2 separate regions of the Arachis hypogaea genome follow, and region 2 is linked to region 1. A link is a contact called in public Hi-C data. All regions are on one chromosome and are shown on one strand. The core of a region is the stretch at or near the end of the contact, and the rest is flanking DNA. Distances in the headings are between cores, read along the strand shown. Region 1 has its middle 10 kb from the start of LOC112778847. Region 2 holds the start of LOC112778850 (probable disease resistance protein RXW24L).

Region 1 (5,602 bases), core at 1,878-4,377:
ATTAGTGAACATTATAAAAAATATTAATAAATAATTATTTTATTGTACTTAGTAATATTTAATCGTGGTGTAAAATAAAAAAATAAAGATAAATCTAATAAAAAAATAATGAAGGAACGGTGCAGGAAAATTTGCCTCTAGCTTAGGTAAATTTCAGGAAGCACAGCCAAATTTGCGGCTTTCTTAAGCGGACTTTGTGTAATTTTTGGAAATTTGTCAAAAAATTAAGCCAATTTTAAAACAATTAATAAAGTTCACCGATAAATTAGGCAAATTTTATGTTCGGTTACTCGGGGTTTCAGACGGGTTGGAGAGGTGTTCCAGGTGAGGAGGTGGGAACCAGCTTGGATCAGGACCTGTGTGCGAGACGTGTGGGTAAACGATCTCCCAAGCTCTTCGTGAAGTATGGGGGGAGCCACTTGCAATTAGGGGTGGCAAAGCGGGCCGGCCCGCCCCAACCCGTCCCGCCCCGTCTAAGCCCGCCCTATAAACGGGACGGACCGGCCCGCCCCGCCAACTAAAATGGGTTCAAAATGCTAGCCCGCCCCACTTTATGGCGGATTGGCGGGTTGGCGGGCTAGCCCGCTTCTTTTTTTTTTTTTTTAAATAAAATTCATTAAAATTAACCAAAAAATAATAATTAAAAAATTAAATACAAATAAAAAATAGTCAAATTATAATATAATTTTTTTACTGTTTTTTTATTTTTAATTTCAATAAAATTGTTCAAAATAATATTTGTCAATAGAATCATCTTTATTTTAAAAAATAAGTCACATAATTTGAGCATATATATGAAATTGTAAAATAAAATAAATAAAATTAATAACTAAAAGAAGAATAAAAACAAAAAATGAAAAAAAAAGTGTTTAAAAATTCTATAATTATTAATTTTATAATAGTAATCACTCTTTTATTTAATAAAAATAAAAAAATAAAAATCTTCGGCTCGGCGGACCGGCCCGCCCCACCCCGCCAAAACTCGTCAATTTGGCGGTGCGGGTTTGGCGGGTTTTTGTAATTTGGCGGGCTCCAAATCATAGTCCGACCCGCCTTTTTTAGCGGGTTTAGCGGATCGGCCCGGCGGACTCGACCCGTTTTGCCACCCCTACCTGCAATGATACTCCGACACCCAAGTCAGGAAGTACGCAGGCAGCTATGAGAGTAAGCGTGGTAGTGACGTACATTGGGGAGGGGTAGGACCCTCCCCATATATACCCTGTTAGTAGGGCAGGCTCTATAGGAGAGGTCTCCTCCTAGGAAGCTTCCTCTCCCAGCTGTCATGTGGTTGGCAGCAAGGGTGCAGGTGTCCAGGTCATGGACGGATGCGGGGCGCCCTATCGAGTCGGGTCGTCCCGTGCTTAGTACCGGGTCATGCCGTACAGGCTGGGTCAGGCCGTAACAGTGCCCCCAACGCGCCAGCTATGGCCGTGAGCACCATTGTTGGTGCGTTTTGCTCCTCTTCATGTGTGCTGTCACTTTGTCGGTCGCTCGTGATCGGGACGCGTCTTCTGCGCGCGTGTGAGCTTCTTCATTGCAGGAGTGCGCCGTTTCTCGCCTCGTTTTTCGTGTTGAGTATTTAATGCTCATAATGGGTGATTCAAAACCCTGTGTGAAATGACTGCTCTACCCTTGCCTTTCGCGCTTCTTGGGGGCAGTTTCCCTTTTTGTTTTCCATTCAGTTTCAACTTTCACTTCCTTACTATCATCACACTTCTTTCGCATTCTCCTTCTTTATTCCAAATTCCTTGCTGCAACTCTCTACCTCGTTCAAGTCTCCCCTAGTTTTTTGGCTTCTTCATGTCATTACCCTCATCCTGGTAAGTTCCCTTTTTCCTCCTTAATCTGGATATGCTTTCCTGTTGTTGTACGTCTTGCTTTTCTTTTTGCTTCGATTCTGCATGTGCACTTAACTGAGTGCTTGAATAGTTTTAGTTCATAGGTATTAAGGGGGTAACCATTTTAGGATTTTAATGCTTAAGCTCTGTTTTTAACCATAGATATAGGCTTTGTTTAACTGTAGGCAAACTGTAGCTTTCTGGTAGTAGTGCCGGCTTCTCGATCTCTTAGACTGACTTTGAGTGGTTCCCCATTGTAGGTATGGCCCAGCGTCCCGTCATGAGGGTCCCCGCCGCGAGAGCGCAGCCCTACGATCGATATGCTTGGGTGACTTCGGATGTGAAGGAATCCCCTAACCAAATGACCCTAGAGGAACTTACCGAGTTCTGACAAGCCGAGTATCTTTGCGGAGGGCGCGACGAGGAGGCCAATTATGCGGATTTTGTTCCTGCCGATAACGAACGGATATACCAACTAAACCTACACTCTCCCCGGATCCCTGATTGGATCTGGTTGTACAAACTATGTTTACTCGCCTGGGAGTTTGCCTCCCATTCTCCCCCTTTCAAATGGCGCTGCTTAATCGCTGCGATGTGGCATCATCTCAGTTGCATCCGAACAGCTGGCCCTCTATCCGCTGTTTCGAGATGGTATGCGAGTACCTAGAACTGCCGACCTCCGTCGAGGTGTTTTTATTTCTCTTTACGTTGACGAACCCCTCTAAGGAGGGGAGGGCCAAAAGGGGCTTCATGTCTTTCCGGTCAGCCCAGGGTCGGAGGATCTTCGGCCTGTTTGAGGATTCGTACCATGGTTTCATGGATAAGTATTTTAAGGTCTACCCAGTTGAGGGTCTACATCCCTTTTGGTTGACGTTGGAGGGGGAACGTCGCATCCCGACTTACTGGAGTTTCGGGGCGAGAGCTAACGCCTTTACTAAGATGACGTACAAAGGGTTATCTCCCGAGAACAAGAGGGTTGCCGACGCGTTGTTGGCTGTCTTTGGGAAGAATCACGTTAATCCCCATCTCCTTATGGGTGATCGGGACATGGCTAGGAGTTATATAAGTGAGTGGTCGCCTGGTTTCCTCGTGTTTATTGTTTGTATACTTGTTCGACCGGTTTACCGACTAACGACCTCTTTTGTTGTTGCAGTATCCATGGCTGGCACACAGGTTGGACTTGATGCCTTGTTCAACACCTTTCTCGCCAGTGGTAGGGATGATGACACCGCTACCCCCGACAACGAGGCGTATCCCCATGACACCGTCGAGGCGGGGGTTCAGTCCCAACCTACCCAGGGAGAGGTGATTGGGACCAGTGCTGGTTAGGGTCCCCGGCCAGAGATCGAGGTGGAGGTTGAGGGGCCGGAAGTGGTTGTCGTTGACAACCTGAAAAAGAGGAAACCATCGTCCACTCCTAAAGGAGTTCTTACAGTGATGGAAAAGAACTTCGACGCCGGGAACTTCATTGATTCCCAACTGCTCCCCGGCACGGAGGAATTCTTCTATGGCGGGGATCTCGCTTTGCAAGCCAGATGGATGTACCGTACGTACAAGGTTGAAGTCAAATCACTTCGGGAGCAGCTAGCTGATGCTGAGGAGAAGGTCAAGACCTCCGATGCTGCTGTGGCGCGGCTTACCGAGCGGGAGCTCACTTTGGAGGGTCAGCTCAACACTGTTCAAGACCGGGTGAAGGAGCTCGAGAAAGAACGCGACGAAGCTCTTTCGTCGGCAACCGCGGCCAAGAATGAAGCAGCTGATTTAAAAAAGAAGTACAAAGAAACCGTGAGGCAAGGTAAGAATGCCATATTGATGACTAAGGAGGCTCTCAAAGCTCAAGTAAAATTGCTGGCTCCCGACTTCGACACCTCCGCAGTTAGCGTCTTCAAGACCATCAAAGATGGTAAAATTGTTGATATGCTGAAGAAGTGATGTGGTCTTTTGTATTTTGGCTTTTTGTAATATGTAGATCTTTGAATGCTGCTTTAGTAAACTTGATTGCCGTTTTGTCGGTATAAAACGAGATGCTTGTTTCTTGCTTTGTCGGTAATCAATTTGCTTGCTGTTTTCTTACCGTCTTGTTGGTAATTAGCTATTCGCTTATACTTGTTTACCGCTTCGTTGGGGACTAGCTAAGCTAGACCATAGCTGTTTATTGCATTTTGCTGCTTAGTGGTTCCCGGGGTGATCAGCCCTGGGATACCTGATAAACCCCATTTGTAGGGTTTATCTTGTGATGAATTTAGAGCATTTTGATAACCTTTCCTCACATTTATTCAATGAAATAGCATGGTTTTATAACTTCTCCTTTAATTGTGCTCAAGAGTGAAAACATGCTTTTAGGTCTTAGAATAGCTAAATTTAATTTACCTTGATTCCATTAGATGCCTTGATATGTTTGTTAAGTGATTTCAGATTTAGGAGGCAAAGATTGGATCAAGGGAATGAAGGAAAAGCATGTAAAAATGGAGAACTCATGAAGAAATGAAGGAATCGCAAAAGCTATCAAGCCGACCTCTTTGCACTTAATCGACCATAACTTGAGCTACAGAGGTCCAAATGATGCGGTTTCAGTTGCGTTGGAAAGCTAACATTTGGGGCTTCGAAACGATATAAGATTTGCTATAGTTGCTACACGTATGGTAATGCGTACGCACACTATACGTGCACGCGTCGTTGCTGCCATATGATCCACTTAAAGCAATACGTGGCCAGCGAATTCTAAAGCCTTGTGGGCCCAATCCAACTCATTTTTGATGCTATTTGATCCAAGGATTGAAGAGGGATGAGACACCTAGTCATTAGTTTAGTTTTATTTTAGTTTTCACATGCTTTTAGTTAGTTTCTAGAGAGAGAAGCTCTCACTTCTCTCTAGAATTAGGAGTAGGTTAGATCTAGATTAGGAACTCTTAGATCTAGTTTAATTTCATGCTCTGATTTACTTTTCTCTTTGAAATTCTTCTTCTTCTATCTTTCCTCTTTCTAGTTTTGCATTTAATTCATGTAATTCTCTACTTTTATGTTGATGCACTTTTGTTCTTCTATTTCTCTTTCAATGCAATTTATGATTCATGTTCCTTTATTGTTGATTTGATTTGTTGTTGTTTAATTCCTTGCAATTGAGTAGTGTAGATTTACTTTCCTTGCTATTTTACTATGTTTTCCTTTTATGCCTTCCAAGTGTTTGATGAAATGCTTGGTTGGATTTTAGTATAGAATTTTCTCCTCTTGGCTTTGGTAGAGTAATTAGTGACGCTTGAGTTATCTAATTTCTTTGCTGATTGATAATTAGAAGTTGCTAATTGATTTGGATACCACTAAAGCTAGTCTTTCCCTTGGGAGTTGGCTAGGACTTGTGGAATCAAGTTGATTCATCCACTTGACTTTCCTCCATGATTAGAGGTTAACGAAGTGGTAGCAATGGATAATTTGTGGTCACAATTGAGGAGGATAACTAGGATAGGACTTCTAGCTCTCATACCTTGCCAAGAGCTTTGTTAATTGTTAGTTTATTTCCTTTGCCATTTATATTTCTTGCCTATTATTCCAAAAACCCCAAACAATACCTCATAACCAATAACAAGAACATTTGTTTGCAATTCCTAGGGAGAACGACCCGAGGTTTGAATACTTCGGTTTATAATTTTAGGGATTTGTTACTTGTGATAACCAAATTTTTGTATGAAAGGAATATTGTTGGTTTAGAAACTATACTTGCAACGAGATTTCAATTGTGAATTCTAGACCACACAAAAGTCCAATCA
Region 2 (5,535 bases), core at 606-3,105, 240 kb after region 1:
TATGTTACTGTTACTTTCAACCTGAAGATATTTTTATTCGAGTAGATTTACTTTTCCCTTTTAGTCTTGGTTAAGAAATCAGTAACTCAGGAGTTATCAAACTCAACGTGATCAATAATTGTTATCTTTGCTAATTGAATTGAACTTCAATAATTCCAGTCCTTTCTTAGGAATTGACTAGAACCTGAAGATCATACTAATTAATCCACTTGATCTTCCCTTGCTTTAGTAAAGGCTAACTAAGTGGGATTAAGATTCAATTCTCGTCTCCATTGATAAGGATAACTAGGATAGGACTTCCAATTTCTCATACCTTGCCAAAAGTGTGTTTTACAGTTATTTATTTATTTTACTTGTCATTCAAATTACTTGTTCCTTACTTTCAAAATCCCCAATTTACAATCTTCATAACTAATAGTAAGAACAGCAGTTCCTTGAGAAGACGACCCAAGGTTTAAATACTTCGGTTATTAATTTTAAAGGGGTTTGTTACTTGTGACAACCAAAACGTTTGTACGAAGGAATTTCTGTCGGTTTAGAAACTATATCTACAACGCGACTATTTTTATAAAATTCTTTACCAGCAAAAATCCTAACGTCAATGATCCCTGGCCCCTTTATTCAAAAACGACACTATTTTTCTCCAATTTTTATCATATCTCGCATAACCCTAACATTCATACTCTCTTTCTTCACCTTCAGAGTCTTCTTTTCCATCTTTTCCTTCCTCCTCTTTAGCTCCAAGATTAAGTCATGGTGTAATTGTCACACGTGTCGCACCTACCTCAACATGTCATGGACCACACACTTCCTAAATCTTTGTGACTGATACATCCACCTCCTCTGCACTTCACCCACCAAAAGCATCTACTTCCACGTCTTTGATAACATCACCTCCAACCCCAACAACGTCCACGACATCCTCAAGACCAAGTTCCACAATTGCTCCAAGGGCACACCTTTCTCCACTCTCCGGCAAGCAATATAGATTGTTGGACATTAGGACATCATGAAAAGATTCTCCTTCGACATCATATGCAAATTCTCATTTGAAATAGACACTGAGTGCTTCATTCCTTCTTTTTCGGAGTCCAAGTTGGGAGACAGTTTTGACCTCGCATCCAAACTATTACAACGAGCAATGTCGCCGTTGTCGCTTATATGGAAACTGAAGCGATTACTGAACATTGGTTCGGAGAAGAAGCTGAAGGAACCGATGGTAGTGGTGGACAATGTGGTCATGGAGATGTTAGGGCAGAGGAGGAGGGAGATGGCAACGACGACGACAAGTCTTAACAAATCAGACTTGCTATCTAGATTCATGGGATCCATCGAAGACGACAACTAGTTGAGAGACATAAGCATTAGTTTCCTGAGTATGAATTGGTTGAGAACAAGTTGAGGATTTTTTTTTTTCTTGTGAACATTAAATTTATAGAGTGTGCATTGTGTAGTTTGAAGTTATAGTGTTAGACGGTTAGTGCTATGCGAGATATGATGGAAATTGGGAGAGAACAGTGTCGTTTTCGAACAGAAGAGATCAGGGTCCATTTTGTCCCCTGTTAGAGTTGTCAGGGACTATTTTGTCTTCCGTTAGAATTAACGGAGTAAAGGACCTAAGTGAGTGACGGAGTTAATTGTTAGGGACCAATCGAGTAATTAATTTTAGTTGGGGACTAAAGTGTCCAGTCTGAAATTTTTTGAGGACCAAAATGGGTATATACTCTAAATAAATAAATCACATTTTGAACATAAAATATTTATTAAATAATAATAATACATGAATAATATAAAAATATAACAAATTAAATATGTTATAAGTATAATTGTAAATATAATAATAAAATAATAATATTATAACACATTGTTCGATTTGGATTGAATTGGATCGGATCGATTGTGAAAAATAGATTCGAAAATCGATCCGATCTACGGTTTGTAAAAAATAGAATACAATTAAATCTAAATTAATACGATTTTAATCGATTTTCGATTTAAATTGAATTAAATGAGAAGTTTAATTTGAATCGGTTTAAATTTGAGCACCTGATCTAGACTCAGCATTCAGCATTGTTTCTTAACAGACAACTATATCACTTTTGATATGTTGATATGCTATCGAAAATGGCTAAACAGTAAACCCATCTTAACAAGAACAACAAAGTAAAGAGAGCTTGCATCTCTCTTGGATCATCGCCCCAAAACGTCAACATGGCCGCCGAGTTGACAATCGGTTTCGTTGGGGAGAACCTATCTAGATTGCTGATTCAAGAGTCAGCAGTGTTGGGCGGAGTAGCGAGCCATGTTGAGTCCATAGAGAAGGAACTTAGGCTAATGCAGCTGTACCTCGTTGAACGTGGAAGCTGGGAAGGCTTCGATGATTGGGTAGATAAGTTGAACGAAGTCGCTCTTGAGGCAGAGGATGTCATTCAAACCTTTGTCTTCAACTCAGTGAAGCGGAGGAGAGGGATTCACTATTTGTTTGTGAGATACAGAGTTGGCAAAGATCTGGACCGGATCAGCCGCAAGATGGGAGACATCTATCAATCTGAACCACGTAAGCAAGAGCAGATGGACAATTTGCGTGTGACCGTTGAATCTGAACCAGGAGAAACCTCAGCTCCCATGTTATCCCAAGCTATAGAACTGCTTTCTAACCTCATCAGTGAAAAGTTGGTTCTGCACTGGAACGTGATCAAGATGGTAGAACAAGCAAAAGATGAACTTGTGGCCATGCAAAGCATTGTCTCCAGTTTGAAATCAACAACTCAAAGAGAAGGCATCTGGTTGGAGGAAGTGAGGAGTATCTGTGATCTTACGGAAAATACTGTTGAGACCTTCATTGCCACAAGAAAGGATAAGGCTAGGTGTCGCCCTTGTTGGTTGTTTGCCCTGGAATGGAAATTTAAGAAGAAGATGGAGCATATCAATACACAAATTGGAGAAGCGCTTCACAGATCCTTGACTTACGGCATTGGCAAGGCAGATTTGGATTCTATAGGCGACAAAATAACAAGATCAGTGCATGTTCCAAACTTGACTTTGAGACGCGTGATACTTTCAAAAATCCCGTGCTTCATTTATTATGTTCTTTATCCCATCGCCACCGACCCTGAACTGAATTCCATACCGTTCTTCGTATTTGTTGTTTTCATGCAAGTTATCATATCTTTTCTGAATCCCAAAAAAAGGCTCGCAAAGAATCTCCCCAAGAAGAACAAATTTAAGAAATTAAAAATGTTAATTAGTCTGATGTTTATGTTTGCAATTGATTTAGCAATTTTCGTCTTCTCCGCAGTTTTCGGGTTGTGGGCAATGATACTTGAGTTTTGTTCTTTAATCGCTTCGGTTGTTATATGGGGTGTGTCATTGTGGAGGTCAACTGAGAGCAATTTGAAGTCAACCCAACGAGACTTGGCAATAATGGATGCATTATTCAGTGATATTGCAAGTGTGCAAGGCCTGAATAACAGACAGCAAGCATGGCTGGAGCAATTAAAATTGGTGGCTCAGAATGCTCGGTCACTTCAGGATGCTGTACATCAAGAGGGTGGATTTTTCAACAAACTTAAATTTGCGAATGACATCAATGGCTGCTTGTTTGAAATCCTTGTTGTCTTAGACAGGAAGAACATTTATGGCATTGCAAATATGGATGAAGGAAGTGGGCTAGTCTCATCGGGGCCAAGCATCCAAGTCCAAGAGGGAGAAACCAGCACTAGTGCGGTTCATGTTGATAACAATCATGATTTTGGCACCGAGAAGGATCCAATTGCAAAAGCTACGCCCTCATACCGACATGTCAAGAGTCTCAAACAGAGAGTCCGATCACTCCCGAGGGAAATGCAACTCATGAATGCTCTGTTTCAAGATGTACAAGAGATGGGGGAACTCAATGGAAGATCCCAAGTGTGGATTCAAGAAATGAAAGGCATTGCTCGTAAAATTGAAAATGTCATCCAAGAATATACTACTAATTGTAACTTGGAGAATGCACCAATCCACATCCGCATCATGAAGTGTTGGACCCGATTTAAACTTAGCAGGAAGATAGATGCCATCGAAAGCAAGATTCAAGATGCCACAAGAAAAGGAAGGAAGTATGGTTCGGTGCGACTTGAGCCCCATCCCAAGTCAGTCTCAGTGGCTCGATTACGCAAAGAGTCGAGTATCATTGGGTTCGATGATGTCAAGGTTTTGATGGATCAGTTACTCTCGGAAGAGGTAAGCAGCTGCATTATTTCAATAGTGGGAATTGAAGGCACGGGCAAAACAACACTAGCCAGATTGATATTTGAGAATGAGGCTGTTACAGATGTATTTGAGTGTCGAGCTTGGGTTCAAGTGCCCTCCGGTTGTACGGCTGAAAAGCTACTAGAGGATATAGCCAAGGAGATTATGGCAGGTCAAGAACTCAGTTGCACAACACAAGAGATGATTCAAGAACTAAAACACTTCGTGGGGAATAAAAGATGTCTCGTAGTTGTTGATAACATTGAAACTTATGAGGTCTTGGGTACCTTGAGAAAGACCATAATCGATGTGTCACCAGCATGGAGGCTTCTTATTACCAGTCGCAATGCAAACATGGTGTTACAAGCATCAGCTGCAAGAACCTTTGTTCACCAGCTACACTTATTGGATGATCAAAATAGCTGGATAATGTTCAAAACAAATCTGAAGGTGAACATTTCTGAAGAACTGAAGGAGGTTGGAAAACATATTGTGACAAAATGTGGTGGCCTTCCATCACAAATATTGAGAATGAGCGAGTTGCTTTCAAATACGGAGGCCACCACGGAGGAGTGGTCAAAAGTTCTACAGGAGCTCGATCAAGATAAAAAACCTTGGCTTGAAACAATCAATGCAATCAATTTGAAGCTACCTCTTTATCTGAAGAAATGTCTTTTTTATTTTCTTGAATTCCCTGCTGAATTTGAGATTCCTGCTAGACGACTGGTTGTTTTATGGGTTGCAGAGGGTCTGGTGCATCATGCAGAGGATGAAGAGCCTCCAGAGCAAGTTGCAGAATCGGTCTTAACACAATTGATAGATCTAAATATGGTTCAAATTGCAACAAGAAAGCGCAATGGTAAAGTGAAAACATGTCGACTCCCTAGTGCTATCTGGTTGGCAAAAGTTGAAGAGTCTAGATCTCGTCAACGCCAAAATGAGACACGTTCAAATAGAGGCAAAAGACAAAACATTACCCGCCGGGTGGCAGATCGTCTTGACGAAAGGGATGCCTGCTACAGTCATATTCATGGTACCATAGAAGATTCTTCAGCTTCCCTAGAAAATTACAAGAATGTTTTCTCTTTTCTGTCCTTTGATGCTCAAGAAGGAAGTAAGCCTGGCCAAGACATAGGTAACTTTCTCAGACGATGTATTGCAAGTGGATGTTTTTTGCTACTGCGGGTGCTAGATCTTGAACGTGTTTACAAGCCCAAGCTACCTAAAAGCATAGGTAGACTTTCTAAATTGCGGTATCTTGGATTAAGATGGACTTACTTAGAGTCACTCCCATCATCTATA

What was found. Hi-C and Micro-C count contacts between places; a contact is called where the count stands out from the background.
Region 2: a contact with region 1 is called in a Hi-C map of leaf, with 4 times the contacts expected there. The contact joins the promoter of LOC112778850 here to the enhancer-like site in region 1. A contact is called at or near these places in 2 of 8 Hi-C or Micro-C datasets (leaf and an unstated tissue).

Annotation. Positions count from the first base shown.
Region 1 is chr19:137,874,929-137,880,530 of arahy.Tifrunner.gnm2.J5K5, forward strand. No RefSeq gene overlaps it. Among protein-coding and RNA genes, the nearest start is that of LOC112778847, 10 kb to the right of the region's middle. Within about 2 kb of position 3,128, at least 1 of the 3 cell types and tissues checked has open chromatin away from gene starts, as enhancers often do.
Region 2 is chr19:138,111,569-138,117,103 of arahy.Tifrunner.gnm2.J5K5, forward strand. LOC112778850 (probable disease resistance protein RXW24L) reads left to right here and starts at 1,856. Exons shown (of 2, transcript XM_025823128.3): 1 at 1,856-5,535. The coding sequence starts at 2,212.